Regions from separate parts of the Mus musculus genome. Here region 2 is linked to region 1. The links are chromatin contacts, called in public promoter capture Hi-C maps. All regions are on one chromosome and are shown on one strand. The core of a region is the stretch at or near the end of the contact, and the rest is flanking DNA. Distances in the headings are between cores, read along the strand shown. Region 1 holds the start of Mob2 (MOB kinase activator 2). Region 2 holds the start of Pgghg (protein glucosylgalactosylhydroxylysine glucosidase).

The links. Capture Hi-C pulls out chosen DNA fragments and counts their contacts.
Region 2: a contact with region 1 is called in a promoter capture Hi-C map of liver, with 5 times the contacts expected there. The contact joins the promoter of Pgghg here to the promoter of Mob2 in region 1. A contact is called at or near these places in 1 of 39 promoter capture datasets (pre-B cells) and 1 of 9 other capture datasets (liver).

Annotation. Positions count from the first base shown.
Region 1 is chr7:142,058,982-142,063,139 of GRCm38.p6, forward strand. It overlaps Mob2 (MOB kinase activator 2), which reads right to left and starts at 2,053. Exons shown (of 5, transcript NM_028308.2): 1 at 2,004-2,053. The coding sequence starts at 2,020.
Region 2 is chr7:140,939,065-140,943,222 of GRCm38.p6, forward strand. It overlaps Pgghg (protein glucosylgalactosylhydroxylysine glucosidase), which reads left to right and starts at 2,327. Exons shown (of 14, transcript NM_145387.5): 1 at 2,327-2,579; 2 at 3,221-3,501; 3 at 3,922-4,132. The coding sequence starts at 3,246.

The DNA.
Region 1 (4,158 bases), core at 803-3,302:
TCCATAACAGAACAAACACCCACTACACAAAAATTGTAACCCTTTCTAATAAAGAATGAAGGGAGCCTGACTATATATACTGCTTAACAAGCTCAAAGCTTCTCCAAGCAGAGGAAACCTACAGGACAAGAGGTGGCTAAGAGCCACACCTACAACATTCTCCAGAAAAGTCCCAGCAGGTTTACCATCAAGTCCCAACGTGCCAAATTCTGCTCTGGTTATCCAAAGCATGCTTCCCTGCAGGGCCTCCCTTCCTCCTGAGCAGCTGGAACACAAAAGATAAGGCTGTGAGATGCTCAAAGTCCCAGCGTGATCCTCACCCAACTAAGAGAAAGATGTAGCTTTCCACTTAAACTTCTGTAGACCTCCCTGTTGGCTCTAACAATTTCTGTAAGAGACCTCTACTCTTGCACCCATACTTGGGTTCACCCAACATGAAGTAATTAACAAAACCTTTACTTTAACATAAGCAAGCAAACAAACAAACCTTGAAACATTCCAAACCCCTCATTGATATCGGATGGTCTGAATTAAGAAAAAGACCAAGACCAAGACACAATAAAAGATGATACATTTGTCCTATTCTTCCAGACAGAAAAACTACTTAAATGGTTAATTACAGAGAGAGTTTCAGCCCTGAGCAAACAGTGGGTACTCTGAAGCAAAAAATGGCTTCACTCCCGACTACTTTGTCAGCTCTCACCAGGGATCAGAAGACAAAGTGGAGTAGATGGGGGGGGGGGGGCGCGGGGGGATGTCCTCTGAAGGCTCACTCTGCAACTTCCATTCTTCCTACTTTTATAGTAATACTATGAAAGAGGGACAGAGGAGTTTAACGACTGGCTTCTGGTCAGCCTCCAAGCAAAAAGCACCTGGATGGGTATGAGCCTGGAAAAATTACACATACAGCAGTGGTCAGCTTCCTCAGTCACCAAGCTGACAGATCTAGTTCACTTGCAGTGAAACCATACCTTGGCCAAGTTATAGTCAAGTGCTGGCCCTCTCCACAAGTGCACAAAGGAAGAATGGTCTGGAATAGGCTGGTTTCAAATATGTGTCCTATGCTTAAAACCCCTGGGCTTCAGAGACCTTGTTAAAGGCCAGGACATAACATCTGCCAAGCTTACCATATGCAAAACATGTGCTGGCCCTTACCTCAGTTAACCCTTCAGTAAACCTGTACTGCAGATTTCACAGCTTCCATCTGACAGACGATCCATTACAAAAAAGTCTAGAGAGGACCACATAGCTAGGAAGCAGATAGGAACCAGTGACAGGGCTTCCTCTTGAAGAAATAAGATGAGCCTCCGCCTAGTCCCCCGTGTCACCCACACTTAACGTCCTGAGTGGCACTATGTGGCTCCCGGCCTCCCTTAGTCTCTTGATTATCCCTGGGGCTGCTCACTTAGTCCGCTGTCTCCCTAGGTTGCAGCACTGGGAGGTCAAACAGCCTCAGACGTCCTGACAGTGCCACCACTACACTTTCCTCCGCCTTCCCCGCTTCTATCTCCAGAGTCCCGCGCAGCCCTCGTACTGCCGAAGCCGAAGGCCGGCTCTCTCTGTGGTCCAGCAGGATTATACGGACCCCACAGCAGGGCCGCGGACACCGCCACAGGGTCGAGAACCGAGCCGCCGGGAGAGCGCGCGCGGCTAGGAGCGCCCGCCTCTCACTCTCCTCAAAAGTAAATTGGAAGAAAGTCACTTGGGCGGAAGAACTTTCGCAGGCCCCGCGAAGACCGACGACCGACAGTGCCAGGTGCCCGACTCGCGGCCCGTCGATTCGCGGCGAGGGACCGCGGCCTCTCGGGACAGCGCCTCGGGGACCGGGCCTCTCTCCCGCCGGCCGGCCGGCCGGCCGCCTGCCCGGCCTCCCAGCACCCCGCAGCGGCTGGCCGTCCTTCCGTGCCCCGGCCCCTCCTGGAACCCGCTGCCCGCCGCCCTACGCTCCCTACGTTCGCCGCCGCCCCGCGCAGCGCCGCGCTACGCCGTCCTCCGCCACTCACCCCATGAGCCAGTCCATGGCTGCGCGGAGCCCGCGCCTCGCTCGGCCTCAGCCCCGCCGGCGGCCGGAAGTAAACACTCGATGGCTCCCGCCCGCTGCCGGACGTGACGCGCGCACGGCTTGCTGGGACGCGTAGTCCCAGCGGCCCCTGCGGCGATGTCCCGAGTACCTGTTCTGGAGTGTCAGGACCTTTCCCCATCGCCAACCTCGGGGCTTCGAGACCCAGGAGCATCCTGTATCTGAAGACCATCCAGAGTTTCTGGATCACCAGAGTGAGAATAACTTCAGAGGGCCCCAGAAACCCAGACGCCCGGAACTCCAGAGTGCCTCGGACTCGCAAACTGCCTGTCATTGCGCAGTGCCCTGGATCCTGGAGTATCACACCCCCGGTGTCTCTAGAGTGACCCCGGTGTTGCACACCTCTAGTGTTAGGACACTATAGAGTGCCTTGACCCCAGGAGTGAACCTTACCACCAGCGTGCCTGAATCTGTGGAATGCACAGACCCGTGGGAGTCTGAAGTTCCTGGGACCTGAGTATCCCTGACCCCAGTATCCCAGACCTGGGAGTATCCAGACCCCCCAGGCTGGAACATCGGAGTTCCTCTGCTCTGCAGGATGTGTTCCTTTCCTCTGCAGTGCCTCACCCCTTGCTGCTTACATCCCTCCTGATGTCCATCTTCCCACTGTTATCATCTTTTGCCCACACCTAGTGCCTCTGCCAGAACTGTTCTGACCACACTTGCCTCTTCTGTGTCCCTTAGCTTTGCTGGCCGTTCATTTGCATCCCAGCTGCCCGCCCCAGTGGACATGATTGTCCCCTTCAATCCCCATCTGTTCCCTTCCTCTATGTGCTGTACCCTCTGGCTCCTGGGTGAGCCTCTATTATCCAGGATACTTCTCTCCAGCGAGTAAGTCTCTTCATGATCCAGGGTATCTCTCCTATTGTCCGCTCTTTCCAGAGCCTGACCAGTACTAGGAACTCATTGAATACTTTTTGAAAGGCTGACTCTCTATTCTCTACACTGGAGAGATGCTTGCAGGAGCACACAGTTGAGCAGAAGGATCACAACAACCTAACTCACTAGTGTCTTCAATAGAGTGTCATGAATATCAGGCACCAGACAGATAACACCTTCAGGCCAACTGCCTGCTGTAATACAGCTGTCATATACTTGAAATGGGATTCACCTTCCCCAAAGAACCATTCCAGGATGCTGGGAAATGTCCAGTCCATTCCTTCTTTATAGCATGAACAGTCAGGCACTGGGAGTGGGTGGGGTTGCAGTTTTATCAGCAAAAAATACCTGAGATGAAACTGAAATAATAATGAAAGATCTGGAGAGGGAAAAGTCCCAAGTCAAGACCATATCAGGAGGAGAAAAATCAGGCCTGTGTTCTCCTCTGTTTCTATTCCTATGGATGCCCAGTCATACTGGATGACTTCCCCACACCATAATCACTTTGCTTTAGCCAGACGTCAGCTGATTACCTTGCAGTGTGGCCTTGTCCACTGCTTCCGAGGAGCATCAGTCATTGGTGAGCTAGTCTGCTTTTGACTGCCACCATCTGCCATCAGCTGCTGCACTAGATTGGGTGTCATGAGTTGTGCTAGTCTCTTCCAGTTTCTAATGTGGGACAGTTGAACGAGCTGTTTAATGGCCTGTGCCTCTATCTCTTTTCTTATATGTATTTAAAAAAAAAAGGTGTGTGTGAGTGTGTATGTGGGTATGAATGTAGGTGTGTATATGTACCATGTATGTTTGCTGCCTGCAGAAGCCAGAAGAGATCATCAAATTCCTGGAGCTAAAGTTACAAGTATTTGTGAACTACTCGGTGTGAGTCCTGGGACTTGAACTCCAGTCTTGTAGAAGAGCAGCAAGCACTGTTAAACTCTGGGCTTCTCTCCAGCCCTCGATTTCCCTTTCCTCTTCCTTTCTTTTCTTTCTTTTTTGCTTTTGTTTTTTGAGACAGTGTTTCCCTGTGTAATGGCTCTGGCTGTCCTGGAACTTGCTTTGTAGACTAGGTTGACCTTGAACTCAGAGAGATCTGCCTCTCTCTGCCTCCTGAGTGTTGGGGTTAAAGGCATGCACTGACATTCGTGACCTATTTCCTTTTCATTGTAATGAGAATAATAATTTGGTCATGTGTTGCCTCA
Region 2 (4,158 bases), core at 1,077-3,576, 1.1 Mb before region 1:
GGGACCACAAGCATATGTTAATGGAACAGTCAGAGGTCCCTTTTATCCAAGTAAGTCCTCCCTTTAGCAAGCAAGGACTGTAAGAATATTGGCTTTTGTCTATGTGCCAGACTTTGGGAAATGGAACTTCTTGGCACCTGACAAGAGGAGGACATTTTGGAAAGCCACAACTTGTCAAAATGCAGAGGGTAACTGCTGGATGGACAGCCCCAACGGATATATTTATAGCATAACTCCTGCACTTAAGGCTCAGGATACATCAAGGAACAGGGCCAGGGAGGGGCTTGTAAGAGCCTGATGACCAAGCTATCTTCTGTGAAATTATGCATTCATGCTGTGTTGGGGAAGCTACACCCAGGAAATCTGAACAATTACAGATGCCTAAAGACTGCACACTTTCAACAACAACTGAAGTATATATAATGCCAGGAGGTGGTATATAGTGGGCCCATGCCAAGGTATGCCCGTGTGTAATTATGCCATGCAACAGATCTGGTGTAAAAGAGGTTTCCTGGGGAAAGGAAGAGGAGTGAGGACCCGGAGCAGGGGTAAAGACAGACAAGTGGACAGGCAGACAGACCAGGGCAGAGCCATGGGGGAGGGGGCAGTGGGCGCAGAGAGGGACAGAAAGGAGAGAGGGAGCGGGAGCCGAGGGGGAGGGGGAGGAGAGGGGAGAGGGGGAGAGCGAGGGAGAGCAAGAGAGCAGTCCATCACCTAGCAGCGCTGGCCTTTGCTAGGTCCCTGGGAGGAGCCTAGTGGAAGCCAGCTAGCTAGGGAAAGCTCATGGGGCCCCTCCCCTAGATGAAGAGCTACAATCAATTAACTATTGCAGAAGGAGGGAGAATTAGTCTTCCCCGGGGATGAGCCTCTTTTAGACCTGGGGAAGGAGGAGGGGTGGTAGGGATGGAAACAAACAATTCCTGAGTGTCTGATTAAAGCAAGCTGTATTTACAACTGGCCAGCTGGCTGTCTCTCCTAAAGTCAGGATTTCAGAGAGCAGCCCCTCACTGGCTTTTGAGGTTCCTTTTATGGAGAAAGGTTAGGGCTGATAGAAAACAGATGTCGCGATAATTGGCTGTTAGAAAGGAGGCAATAAAAATAAGTGCAAGAAAACATCACGTGGAAAGGGAGTCATCAAGGTATCTAGGAAGACATTTTCATAAGGCAAAAGGATAGTCGTATCACAGGTTCGGGAGTTTAGCAAGGCAAAGGGGTAGGCACACATGATGGAGTCACAAGTTCAGCACAGGTTGGAAAGCAAGGTTTGCAGGATGCATCAGGCTTAAGAAACAGAAACGGATTCTTGTAGGAGACTTAATAACAATGTGTAACAATGTGGCTCTTTAACATCAACCTGGCACCTGTTCTGGTTTACACCTCCTATTGGTGTTCCAGTACCAAGTGGTCAGCCCCATAAACATATACTCAAATGCAACCCCATAAACATATACTCAAATGCAACACTGAACAGACTCACAGGTGGTGTTTATCTATTTATTCCTTATATGTATATGTAACAACAATGGTTTAAAAAGAGTCCCAGGGGTTGGAGAGATGGCTCAGTGGTTAAGAGCACTGGCTGTTCTTCTGAAGGTCCTGAGTTCAAATCCCAGCAACCACATGGTGGCTTACAATCATCTGCAATAAGTTCTGATGCCCTCTTCTAACATGGAAGTGGACGTGCAGATAGAGCACTCATTTACATAAAAAGCACACATTTAAAAAAAAGAAGAAGAAAAGAAAAAAGAAACTCTTCCAAAAAAAGAGGTCCTGTGCCTGGCAGTGGTGGCGCACTCCTTTAATCCCAGCACTTGGGAGGTAGAGGCAGGTGAATTTCTGAGTTTGAGGACAGCCTGGTCTACAGAGTGAGTTCCAGGACAGCCAGGGCTACACAGAGAAACCCTGTCTGGAACCCCCCCCCCCAAAAAAAGAGGTCCTGTGAATGTGGGTGGGACATACATGGGAGGAGTAGGAGGAAATGGTGTAATTATATTTTAATTAAATCAAAATAAATAAATACTGCTCAGTGTAGTGTGCACGTCTTTAACCCTAACACTGAAGAGGCAGAAGTAGGTTGGAGCTCTGTGAGTTTGAGGACAGCTGGGTTTGCATACCAAGAGTCAGGCCAACCACTCAAAAATAGGATAAAACATAAAAATGAAATAATTTCCCTAAATAGGAAAGGTCCCGTGAGCTAAGGGGAAAGTCTGAAAAGCATTCGGCTGTGGAACTTTTACACAGCACCCACTTCTTTCAGGTTTGCATGAGGTAGGCTTTTCTTACAAGCATCCTGTTCCTTAAATAGCCAGGGTCCTTTCTAGTCACTAAACGTCACTGTAGAGTGGTATCTCAGGTCTGTCCCAGCCTTGCATACATCTTAGAGCCAAAGCTCAACTAACCCCTAGTCCTATTGCGTGGTCTCTTCCCCAAAACCATGACAGTTTCCCAGGTCCCGCCTAAACTCAGACCCGCCCACCTGCCACGCGGCAGGGCCGCTTCTTCTTCCTACCGCCAGGGGCAGCTCGCACCCACAGAGCCTTCTTACACCCGGATCCCCGCACTGAGTGGAGAGGGCAGCGGTGAGTTACAAAAACAGCCCACACTCTTCTCCAGCCCGCCCTCACCCTCTTTCACTGAGTACTCTGAACTCTTTTTCGTCCCTTTATTCCCTAGTCTCTCTTCCCGACAACTCGCGATCGATCCCCCTCTCCGCACCCCACCCCTACACGGGCTTCCTCTTTCCATTTCCTGGGCAAGTCCCGCTACTCCCCAGTTGCGGCCCCACCCCACCCCATCGTCGTCATCCACCCCATCCGGTCCCTCCTCCCCAATCCCAACGCCTCTCCTTGCTGTCCCTCTCCAAATCTCCGGGTTCCTCTTCCTCCACCGTCCGGCCTCACCCTCCCTGAGGATTTAGGGCCCGCGAAGAACTCCCTGATTCCTACCTCAGCAGTTCTTACTTAAGGAAGCTGGCTCAGGAGCTCACAAGAGGGAGGTCGGCGGTGGGTGCTGAGAGAACTTGTTTACAGATTCACTTGGGCTCCTGGCAGTCTTCTTAATTTAAGAATGTTCTTGGCGCCCGCAACCCTTACTTAGGGTAGCTACGCAGCTAGCCCCCGACTCCCCTCACCGCCTGTGGGGATTGGCCAAGTTTGAGGGTTTACTGTGAGTGTGCGTGTGGAGGAAAGTCCAGCTAGTCACTGTTAACTGTCTCCTCCAGGCCGTCTGGGCTGAGGCAGCTTTCCATGGACGGCTCTGAAGATGACCCGACCATATTCAGTGCCCGTTGTCTGCCCAGTGACCCCAGGCTCTGGGCCACTGTAACGAACTCATACCTAGGTACACGTGTGTATCATGACACCATCCATATAAACGGTGTGTACAATGGAGCTGTCGGGGACACTCACCGGGCCAGTCTGCCCAGCCCCCTCAATGTCCAGCTGGAGGCCCCTGCAGGGACAGAACAGCTGACAGAGACCTTTACCCTGGACACCAACACAGGTTAGCTGTCACCAACCCGTGCCAACCTATTGCTCCTCACTTGTCCATGAAGCTGGGAAAGGGGCCACAACCACCAATGTGTGCCTCAGGCCTGTAACCTTGGCACTGGTACTGGGAAGGTTGAGGCGGGAAGACGGAGAGTTGGAGCTCAGCCTCCAGTACACATCAAGATGCATCACAAAAATATGTAAACACATAGCCTTTAATTTAAGGAAGAAGAAGAAGAAAAAAAAAAACATGAAAAAGCCGCCTCCCAAAATGAGGCCTGTGTGGTTGCTCTTGCTTTCTTTTCATCTGGGTGGGCCCACTACACAGTGGGGAGAGGCAGCCTGAGGTCTGAAGGACCCCACTCCCAGCCCAGGAAGGTAATGGTGCTCTGTGGTACTGAGAGTGTGTCTGCCTTTCCCCAACCCTCCCTAGGTTCCTTCCTCCACACCCTGGAAGGCCCCAGCTTCCGGGCTTCCCAGCGGATCTATGCTCACCGTGTGTTACCCCATGTCCTGGTCTTCAGTGTGTCCATTGCACGCTTGACCACAGGGAACAAACCCATCACAGTGCCGTTACGGGCAGACTTCTCCCCCGAAAGCCCAGACCTGGACCTGCGTGTGGGGCCTGACTTCCAGGGACTCCGGTAAGAATCACACTGGGTAAATCTAG